2 separate regions of the Mus musculus genome follow, and region 2 is linked to region 1. A link is a contact called in public Hi-C data. All regions are on one chromosome and are shown on one strand. Each heading gives the region's core, a stretch centred on a gene start, on an enhancer-like site or on the middle of the called end of the contact. The rest is flanking DNA. Distances are from core to core; before and after follow the strand shown.

Region 1 (5,691 bases), core at 1,168-3,667:
GTAAATATTTATTGAACAGCGTCCATATGTTCAGTGCCATCCTGGCTGTGGAGGGAATACCAAGAGGGGTTCAGCCACCGTGCCTGTCGCTGAAGACCTCACATCTAATTGAGAAGAGGAGATATACGCCTGCAATTCAAAACGATTATGGTAATGGTGTGCATTTAAACACTGTGCGCCTGTTTACCTAATGTATTTGCAGGGCTCTCTCTGACACTGTTGGAATCTCTCAGCAGCTCAGGGAGGGAAGATGGCGGCTATAATGAGACTTGCTTTGCAAATAATAAACACATGCTTGGTGGGTTGGGGCAGGCTTTCCTCTGCCAGGAGGGCAGTCAGGGCCTCAAATGCCCAGGCTGTGGTCTATTTCCATGAACCAGCTGTGCATATCAAATGCTCAAAGGTTGGAGCGGGGGCAGCAGACAGGGGGCTCCTGGAACTGCTCAGCTGGGAGCTGATCCTGCAAAAGTAATGGCTCTCTTGTTGTCAGGCTTGTCCAAGTCTTCCAACAAGGGGCCCTATCAGTGGCCGTGGAGGAAGGTCTCTGCCCTCCATCTAACCCTATGAGAACTCAGCAACCCAGGAGGAGAAGATCCAGTATTAAATCCACTGGCCACCCTCCAGACTACACACACAGCCCCTCAGCCAACTCAGAATCCTATGTATTCAGTGCTGATCAATGACTTCACACTGGGCCAAGGCGGGTTTTAGGGTCCCTTGACCCCAGTTGCACTCTGGTCAAGCCCCTGAACAAGGAGGTGAACCACCCAGCTCTCCAAAGAGCAGTCTTGCAGGCTCAGCCACCTTTACACAGCTTCTCTTCTGGCCCGCTGCTCCAAGCTCAAAGGACAGATGACATCATTTCTCCTCAAACCCATTAGCGACACAGATCGATGGCAAGAAATAAAGTTTAGATTTTTCAAAACTCTTTGCAGCAGATGGTCTCGGGAGACCAATTGCAGGCAAAAAGATGACAAGATTCCTAATTAAATATAATTAAATAAGCATTAGGAAGGAGGCTGCCGTGCCTCTCCCATATCAACCACAGTGTGCCAGAGTACCAAACCAAGAATATCATCCCCTGGGAAAGCCATACAAGCCTTTGGTGACTAAGACAGGGACACAGAGCTGGATTAAGAATTCGGCCAGAGTCTGCTGATATAGCACCAATACGAGACAGGATCCACACAGAGATGCCCATTTTGGGTGGTCATGTTGTTAGCGCCCAAAAGGACCTGCCACTAGCATGCTGGTTGACCTGAAACACTTTGTCTTACATCCCTGTTCCTCCTTTATTCCTGTAGACCTGTGCCTTATAACAAAAATGAAAAAAAAAAAACCCTACACATATTGTATTTTAAATTTTTAACACCTTTTTAAAATAGCAAAGGCAAAAACCATAAAGTAAAAACAGAAAAGTAATTTTACTCATATATTTAATGAAACCCAGTGTATCTGAAATAGTATCCCACAAGGCAGTCTATATGAAACGTTGGTTAAGTAGATATCAGTCTTCCAGTTATGTATTATTTATTAACCATAAGTCTGGGACCTGGTGTTTATACGCTGGCAGTTCCTCTCCATATAGACTTTACTTTCGGTGTATAGGAAGCAATGAATGTATTGGCTGACCAGAGCTAACGCAAAAGCCAGAGTCAAGAGCAGAGTGTAGAAGCTGGAGGGGGGGGGGGGTCTAGCTCACATACACTGTGCCTCTTTCTGTCATTAGCGCCCAGGAAATATGACATTAATAGAAGGCGGCTTCCCTAGAGAGGACAGCTATCCAGAGCTCCTAGCTATTGTGTCTTCCCTTTCAGACCTCTCCCACGAGAACATTAGGACATTAGTGTTGGAGGGGGGACACGTGTGGAGCACTCCTAGTCAAGGAACTATGGGGCAACTGATGGCTGCTGGTGGAGGAGAGGCCATTTTTCTTCAGCAAGATAGCGACTGGTAAATTGTCCATACCCCAGTAATCCCCTTTGCTACGCTCATGCAGACATCCTGATTCAACTCAGCAGGACACAGAAAGGGGAGAAAAGTAGACACGGAAGTGGGGTTGGGGGCGTTGCGAAGAAACCGGAAGTGTACAGAGAGCACAGGGAATGGATAAGACAGGGCAAGGGGTGAACATGACCAAAATACATTGTATCCACTCAAGATAAATAACAGGAAACAACAGAAGTAGCAAAACCCAGGGTGCAGGGGCTGTTGCAGTCCTTGGTAGTGCTCTGGGAACAAAGGCCAGCTAGGCCCGACTCTCCCAGCTCAGCCCTAAAGCAATCAGTGGCTCCCAAGATTAAAATTCACCCACGGCCAAATTCTGTTATAAACAGCAGCTCTGCTCCACCTGGGGCCTGGAAGCCGGCAGATGCAGCTCCTCTCCTGGGCATACAGTGATGGAAACCCCTCCTCGCTCCGACGCCCCCAGCCTTTAAATCAGCCGTGATTCCGGCCTGACACCGAGTTACGGCACGTTTACAGAGCCTCTGTAGGGCTCTCTAAATTTTGTGGCCATGGCTCATTCTCACCCAGCAATCCAAATAAAAATAGCGCTATTGATCACAAAGCCATCGATAACGTCAGCCCTGAAGCTGCACGTGTCCATCTTTAATTGCCTCTTCCCTTTTATGTCTCCAGATATTACCATACAAGTCTGGGAGGCCAGTGGCCTCAGGTTGTGAAGAAAAGAGACCTGTGCTAGGCATAAGGGAGTGGGACTCTCATTTGGGGCCCTGTGTTAGAATCTGTCAGGAAATGTCACCCAATTATGCTTAATTTCTCATTGTTCCCCCCCCTGACCCCCACCCTTTCTCCTCCAAGCAATTAAGCTTCTTTGCTGTAACAGAGAAGCAAAGTGGCGATGCCCAATAAATTAATCAAGAAATAAGGAATGAAGGCCGTGCGCACTGGAGCTGGGTGTTTGCACATCACACATGTGGGGCTCCAGATGTTGAGACTTAATTTTTACCGCTATAAAAACTAAGAAAGAGGAAACTAGATGCTGTTCCAACTGACAGCCAGCCCTCCCTGCAGCACTGAGATGGCCCTGCAGCTTCTGGAATGCCCCCACCCCCACCCCCCAGGACCTGGTGGTAAAGAAAGGCTCCCCTTCAGGGTCTCGGGCGTGTGTTTTTCTGGCGTCCATGCAATTGTGTTCAACGTGAAGTGAAGTGATCGGCTCTGCTATTCGACAAGAAAGCTGCAAAATCAAAATTAACACATGCTTCATTAAACGCCTGCCAAGAGCAGCAGAGCCGTCTCCTTGGCACGCAGCCTTCCTTCCTGATAGAGGAATCATAAAGTTTCATTACATTTGAGAAAACAGGCACGGGGAATCTGAAGATGCCTATTGGTTGTGGGGTAAATCACAGGTAATTGAGACTATCATAAATTACCCACAGCCAGATCATTTAAAAAGAGAAATCATTAAAGTTCTCTTAAATATCTTTACTGAAAACAAATTTTCCTTAAAGTGCGGCCTCGTTTTAATTTGTTTGATGTGTTAGGGGATCCCACAAGCTAAGGAGGGGCATGGGACAAGCTTAAGTAGGCATCCTCCAGATGCCCTTCCGGACTCGAGGGTGTAGCTTAGTGCTTTCCTAGCATCGTAAGACCCCAGCAGTGCATGAAGCAGGCCTGGTAGCCCACATCTATAACCTCAGAAGGTGGAGACAGGAGGATCAGAAGTTCAAGGTCGTCTTCTCCACACAGTGATTTAGAGGCCAACCTGGGCTATTTGACAACCTGTCTTTAAAAAAAGGGGGGGGGGGTTCCATGTGGGACCCTGTTTCTCATACAAATAACACAGGGGGCCTCCAATACTTGACATGGTTTGGAATTCCAGTGAGCACAGATTATAAAGCCTACTGAGTCCAAAGGAGTCAATACCAAGTCTCTAGCAGTCTCATCATGCTGCAAGGTCAGTGTTCTCATGTGTCTTACCCCATACCCCACAATGAGCTGAACTGCTCAAGTCCACGTCTGCCTGCCTGCTTGCCTGCTCACATCATAGGGCACAGGCTGGCAACGACACTAGCACACTCACAGGCTGTGCCCTCTGTTGTTTTTTGAAGGGCACTCCAAGGGATACCTGGGAGGGGGCCATGATGACACATGCAAATGAAGACAAAATTGCACCCACGGTCCTCCACCAGCAATACGACCTCTCCGGAAGACCCCTGCATCTCATTTTACCTTCCCACTCACTGTATGTCGTGCTGCTGCTGCTGCGGCAGGAGACTGCTCCTTGCATCTGAGGCTGGAGGCCAGCAGGTCTGCTGGGTACCCGCCGGTGTCCAGGAGGCCCTGCCATATTGCATGACCAAGTCTCAAGCACCAGGAAGTAGCACTGAGTGGAGAGACCCTGTCTCAGAGAATATCAGGACTCAGTCTGCCTTACAACTCAAGGACAGCCGAGCAACTTGGCAAACTCTGGAAAAAACAAACACCCACGGGGGAAATTGACTTGGGTCATATAAACAGTGACGGTTCTCCCTAGTGACAGAGAATTGAAGTTTAGGTACATGTTGGGACTGGGTGTATTTCTGATCGAATCCCAGTTGCAACTTGAAAGATTGTAAAAGAAAGTGATTTCTGTTAATAGCCCTTCCTGAGCCATCTCCATAGAGACCCCCTCCATAATTGCTACCCAGCAACCTTCAGTTGTATCACATAGATTTCCTGTACATTTTTCTTTTAAGGAGACTTGACTCTGTCTGGGAAGGCCTTTCGACTCCTCTTTCAAATAAAATCACATCAGAAGACATTAATGACAGCTTGGGATGAAAGGGATGAAGCCTCGCTCCATGTGACCCTCTCATTAGCATTGTAATCGCCTGACCATCCTGGGAGGCGCCAGGATGGGAGATGTTTTTCAAGTGGCCCTGGGCTCTGTCACTGCAGGGCTGTGACAGCATCTTGGATTTATGAATTAAGTGGTGACCTTGTAAGTATTGGTTTGGAACCTTGTGATGGAGGCTGTGACAATGGGCATTTCGACACCTACGCTATCAGATGTAATTTGGGGGCCATGGGTGAAATTGCCTTGTGCTAGTTCGGGTTTGAGATTAGCTCACTGCAGAACAATGACTAATTTGTGTGTTCCTGTGAGCAGGGGGGACATTAGCTCTATCTTCCAGGAGAGGAACCAGAAAGGTTAGACAAGGCTTGCACTGATCCTCTGGGAACTGCTCCTGGCATGAGAATTAGACCGCTGTTGTTGTAAGCATCAAGTGAGAGATAAAAGCTTTAAACACGTGAAAAATTGCACCTGAAAAAAAAAATCCTTTTGTGCTCAGACTTGAGAGAGAGACAGTGAAAGAAAGGCAGTGGCAATGAGAGAGGGGGGGGGGGGGGAAGGGCAGCTGCTGACACTGCCTGAGCCAGCAGACCACACCAAAGCCTGGTAACAAGCGTGCCTGCACCCTGGGCTTCTATCCTAATTCCAAATACTTGGATTTTCACAGATGAGCTGTGGAAAGGCATGCTGAGAGGTGAGACTGCTTGCCAGTGTCTACCGGTCCTCAGCTGTAATGTGCATGGAACACCTGACTTGGCCACTTCTGCAGACTGAGGGAAAGGGCTGTGAAAAAACCACCCTTTTCAGGGAACACTGTACAATTAGCCTTTTTTTTCCTTCACTTAAAAGTTGAACTGAAAAAAATTTTTTTTCAAACGAGTCAGTTATAC
Region 2 (5,691 bases), core at 2,066-4,565, 160 kb before region 1:
TTAAGTGGGATCTGAGAGATCCCTTCTGGTCAAAGTACAGGTTTTCTTTATAATCGATAGAAGTAGAAGCAGTGTCCACTTTACAGTCCAATAACCACCATTCCTACCATTTATATTTATTATTTATTGACCTATTTGTGGCAGGGACTCACGTTGCCCAAGATATCCTTGAGCCTACCTGAGGTTGGCCCTGAACTTTCGACCCTCTTGCACCTGCCTCACAAAGGCTGGGCTTGCGAATGACCTCAGAGTTTCATGAATGCTAGGCAAGTCCTCTACCGACTAACTGGGCCAAACTCCCAGACCCCCACCTCCCTTGTTTAATAGATGCTTGGCAGCAAAGGGCTCTGGCTTGCACGGTTGGTCTTATTTTCTCAGGAGGGCCTAAAGAAACTGCTGCTATTTTGTTAATTTCCTGTTCAGACACCAGACATTCCATTTGTTTTCATCTCCTGTTAGGGAAGCTTATCTTCCCTACTAGATAGAGCCTTTCTCGTTTCCTTATGGGGAGGGACACTTTGGGGCTGCTAGGATGCCTTGGTGTTCAGTGTTTCTGCCCATGGTGACCCAGCTCTAGTACTATGTGCACATGAGGGCACCATGGCTACAACCTCTAGGCTGTAATTTCCAGCTCTTTCTGAATGGCTTCCTTCTTGCTTTCTGGGACTGGCTACATCATGTGAGAAGTCCAATACAGAACAAGAAGGCAGAACTTCTGTCTCCAAAAGGAGCAAGTCAGGAAACTGAACCATGCACGAGGCCCTAGGGGCCCAGCGCCCTACCCCATGTCCTTATGAACACCCACATGTACTGCTTGTCTTGACAGTACAGTTGCTCAGGCCAGTAGCAGTCCCCTTGGACGGGTTCGTATGTCCTAACACATTCTCAGTTTTGTGTTTTAGTTGGTTGGTTGGTTGGTTGGTTGGTTGGTTGGTTGGTTAGTTGGTTGGTTGGTTGGTTGTTTGGTTGGTTGGTTGGTTGGTTGGTTAGTTGGTTGGTTGGTTGGTTAGTTGGTTGGTTGGTTGGTTAGTTGGTTGGTTGGTTGGGTCTAGGGTTACATTATGATTAGTTCACTCTGTTCCTTCTTGTCCAGGAAGCTGTGGCTCTTGGGTGGCATTTGGGACCAGTTGGTTAAGTAGAGGCACACTACTAGGTCCCCAGTGACGCTTGTCGTGGGGTCTTTTCATTCACAGGACATCCCAGGCTTGCAGATGCCTTCCCTTGTGACCCCTCTGCAGGCTTCCTCCTGGCAGGCAGCCACCCTCCCATGGATGCTCACTTGCTCTCCCCACCACAGACAGCAGCAGTTTCCAACCACACAGCTGCCCTTTCTTTATTCTTTTTGTGCTTGCGTTCGCACACTGCCATGCGAGGAGCTGGTTTCGTGGCTGCGTGGCTTCTCCGTGGCAGCCGCTTAGGTTCCTGCTTGTGTTCAGATGATGGCTGGCCTCCCCTTGCTTCTTGTTCCATTTTCTTTTCTGAATACGTGAAACATTTATCCATCTCAAAAAACCCTAGCTGTGAAGAGGGATGCTCAAAAGGGGGTTCTTCCTGTCCCCACTTTCTATTCACTCCTCACAATCCCTCTTCACCCCACAGGCAGCCATTTCTACTAGTTTCTGGTTTATCTTGCCTGCCTCTTTTAGAAAAATACAGCTACTACCTCCACGCCTCTTACACAAAAGGTGTCACACAATCGTTTGTGCCTTGCTTGAAAAGCATGCCATACAATCTCATCTCTGTGACTGTCTTCAATCTCTGCCATCAGCAGAACAAGAGAGAACTCGTGAACAAAAATGTACTAGCAGAACCATTTATTAACAAGCTGAACCTGATCCTTTGGACACGGGGTCTTGGGAACTCCTGGAGAAGATGGAGGTCTGAACTAGTCCTTGAATGAACCTCCCAGCTTCAGGCAGCAATAACCCTCACGTCTCGGGAAGTAAATTCCTATTTACCTCTGAACACCAGCACAATTATTTTTGTAGTTATGAAAGTTTTCGAGGGCATATTGAAGACCTGGAGCCTTGGGACTGGGGAGGATGCAGGAAGGAAGAGAGCAACAGCTAGTTCAGTCCCACATTCCCTTAAGCAAACCCAACCTGTGAACATGTAGACTTACAGAAAAGCAAAATGGAGGTGGATGTTTATTCTGATCAAATCTTTTCCTGAGGAAAAACCTTCGCTGGCAGGATCCTGTTAGAAGCAGATCTCTCCAGTGTATTGAGATGACTCACTCCAGCCCACGTCACATTCACCTCACAAACACCCTTGTGTTTACTGCACGTCTATCTGTGCTATCCAACGCAGACCTTTCAAAAAGAATCATAAATCTGTTGTTGAGGATTTGGGCAACTGAGTGGTGTGAGGGGAGGGTGGGGGAGGCAAAAAGCTAATCTAAAATTCTTAGGCTTTTGTTGTCTGGAGTGGTGAGCAACGAGAAGCAAATTCAATATTTTCTTCTCACTGAATCTTTTTTTTTTTTTTTCTTCCAGGCTCACTCAAAGTTATGGATGGAAAATTCTGGGTCTTTATTTCAGGCTGGTTCATAGTTATAGATGGAACATTCTAGAAGGGTCTTTATTCAAGGCTGGTTTATAGTTATGGATGCAACATACTGGAAGGGCCCTTATTTCAAAGTGGTTCATAGTTGTAAATGGAAAGTTCTGGAAGGGCCCTTATTTCAGGCTGGTTCATGGTTATGGATGGAAAGTTCTGGAAGGTCTCTTATTTCAGGCTGGTTTCGTTATGGATGGAGCATACTGAAATGCCTTACTTATATTACAGTGCAGGGTGAAATGCCAGGTCTCAGCCATTTATAAAATGAGAATGACACCCTAAGCCAAGCAGAGAATGAAACGTCTTCCTCAGACTCATGATTTCCCCAACATCTTCATAACATAGTAACCCTTAAGACATTACTCGTGAGAAGCCTAGAAAGGTATTTTGAAGCCTTCCTCTCCCTGTGCCAGGTACGCTCAGCATCGAGCTGTACAGTGCTGTTTTTAAACCAGGATTTATTTGTTACCTTAAAGTCAGCAGCCCATGAACCCAGATGGTACAGCGTCTTCGCATGAGAGGCTACTTGCCATCCGGAGGGCTCTCAGGGCTACAGAAAAGAGGGCAGCTGGATGCTGGCACCCATACTCTCCAGGTGGACTGGGAATCCCAGCAGAAGGCATAGTGGGGTCAGTCAGTGCTGCTGGGGTCTCAGAAAGCCTGGGTCCCTGCTTGGCTGGTTTGTCTGCACCAGGACTTGGGGGCTTGGACAGCTCAGAGTTGTGCAAACAGAAAACATATGTCTCCATAACGCAGACACGAGGGCTGGAGTTCTGTGTAAATCTAATTATTAGCATGAACCGAAGGCCCTGTCACTGTTTAACTCACCCGACCTTTTAAATGGATGACCAACCTTGAGGCTTAATTGGATTTAAAAAAAAAATCAATTTCTAGCCATCGCATAGTGTTGAAATGAAGTGCCGCACTCTCAGGCAATTGTAAAATCAGGTCTGCCCGAGACTATTTTTTATTATTTACAACTTTAAAATGACATTATCCATCTCGGCGAGCATTTTATGCACGCATATACCTTTGGTAAACAACTTGGAGCTCACATGTGCGCACACCCGGTCGCGTCACCACACACTCATTATTTTTCTGTTCAGCGGCAGGCTGATTCATCAGCAGCAATCTCTTCACACCAATTACACAAAAAACTGAACTGGGGTAATGGTTCACCACTGTCTGCAAATCTCTCGGAGCTGCAGCCTGGTCTCATCTTTGTAATAAGAAAAAACACCCTTGAGGAAGCTTTTTACCAAATCACATCTTGACCATTAAATCTTTCTTGAAGAAGGTCATTTAATTTTATGGAAAGAAATGAACAATTAAAATGGAATAAGCAGAGAGAAGTGCTGGTCTAGAGATGAGGTCTTCGATCCTGTGCTACACCTGGGCACGGGTCTCGGTTTCCCCATCTGGAGAAGGGGCGGCTCAGTGTGGGAGGGGCTTTTCCTCCCCACAGTGAATAAAACAAAGCTCTACTGTGATACCCTGGGTCAGAATGCCAAGCCAGAGAACAGGCATTTGGTTCCCTCAGCACTTCCTGGGAAAATGAGACCAAATGACATAAACCAGGGCCCTTGGCCTCTATCACATCTGTAAATGAGAGATAGTGATTACTAATGGTGGAATTTGGATGATTAGCCTAAAGCAATTATAGAATTATAGTTGACAAACAGAAAATGCAAACCCCAGAGGTCTGTTTTAACGAAGCCTGATTGGAATGTGCATTGTCAAATGGAGCCTTGTTTAAATAGCCCATTTTTGCCAGATTATGGAATGAAAATGGAGGACCACACAATTATCTCAGCATTCAGGATAGTCCAGGGAGCTCATTTGCACGATTGGACAAATGATTATTTTCTTTTGCCTCAATTGACCAGATAATTGTGCACAAGTCTCTGCCATTTGGCTCTGTGGAATGTCCCTTGATGTAGTAAGAAAACCTAGCATAGATGGGTTTAGTCTGTCTGAGGATGGTGATTCTGAGCCCGATAGGAAACACTTCTACATGAGCTGTCTACATGTCCACCGGTGCCCCCATTAGCTTGTTCTGACAGTCATCAACTTGCAAGGGGCTGCTTTCCTTCAGTTTCAAAACAACTAAACAGAAACATCAGACACAAGGTTAAAGGTGCTGTGTGGGTGGTCAAGAGAATTCAAAGAAAACTCAGAGGTTTCAAAGGGCCAATAAACACAGGAAAACACAACTGAGACCCTTACTTAGAGGCACTGAGCATAACTAAGCCCCCAAACACTCATCAGATGGATCAGAGCTGCTTCCTTAGAAGAGATAAAATCCTACCATGTAACTAGTCCCGGATGCTGCTGGCCTTCCTTTACCTGCCTGACCCCAGGCCACCATGAAAAGGTGTCTTCACATGGTCCCCATATGGCTGACATAGAAGGGACCCCGATGATCAAGTGCCCTGGCGCATAGTCGGCCTGCTCTGCTCTGCTGTCGTTCACATGCATGTTCGGGTAGGTAGTTATGACCTCACAGGGCAGAGGAGGAAGGTGGCTCTAACTGCATAGATCACGTTCACAATTAGCAGAGTCTCACACTCAGCCTATTGTCTGATTCTCAGGATGAGAATGAGAATCAAATACCTCAGCTGGTCACCAACTCTGACCCAGTACCCAATTCTCAAAGCACTCTGCTTAATGACAATGCCCAACTGTGAGTCTACACTCCTGTGTGACCATTAGAGACTCAGGTCACCAAAGGCTCCACTGCAAAGATGACTCCACTGTTTAGCCACCCACTGCCCTGCAAGGTAGCACCTGTCTGCCTACAATCTCAGCAGTTGGAAGGTAAAGGTGGGGTCGCAAGTTCAAGGGCAACCTGAGCTACATAGACCTGTCTAAAATGACCCACCCTCCTCCCCTATTCACAGGCCTTCCCACCTTAAGCCACATCAGGATATAGGTGGTTACCACTGGACTCAACATTCAAGCCTTAGGAAAATGGGTTGTTCTCTGAAAGTGACTGACTGATGAGAAGGAAGGGAATCATACATTGTATAAGGACAACAGAGTACAGGAAGCAAGAGACTAGTCAGTGGTTCAGCAAGCTCTTTGGAGAGCTCTCACGACTGATGACCCATCTGCTATGACAGCCACCCACGC

Evidence for each region. Hi-C and Micro-C count contacts between places; a contact is called where the count stands out from the background.
Region 2: a contact with region 1 is called in a Hi-C map of the N1E-115 cell line, with 2.5 times the contacts expected there. The contact joins two enhancer-like sites. A contact is called at or near these places in 2 of 39 promoter capture datasets (neutrophils and second pharyngeal arch cranial neural crest), 1 of 484 Hi-C or Micro-C datasets (the N1E-115 cell line), 1 of 115 datasets of contacts at active chromatin or transcription factors (differentiating embryonic stem cells) and 1 of 9 other capture datasets (pancreatic islet).

The regions. Positions count from the first base shown.
Region 1 is chr2:173,935,282-173,940,972 of GRCm38.p6, reverse strand. No RefSeq gene overlaps it. Among named protein-coding and RNA genes, the nearest start is that of Gm30017, 64 kb to the right of the region's middle. Within about 2 kb of position 2,417, at least 14 of the 459 cell types and tissues checked have an H3K27ac peak or open chromatin away from gene starts, as enhancers often do. A contact at or near this core is called in the N1E-115 cell line, where this site is marked.
Region 2 is chr2:174,100,260-174,105,950 of GRCm38.p6, reverse strand. No RefSeq gene overlaps it. Among named protein-coding and RNA genes, the nearest start is that of Npepl1, 7.2 kb to the left of the region's middle. Within about 2 kb of position 3,315, at least 9 of the 459 cell types and tissues checked have an H3K27ac peak or open chromatin away from gene starts, as enhancers often do. A contact at or near this core is called in the N1E-115 cell line, where this site is marked.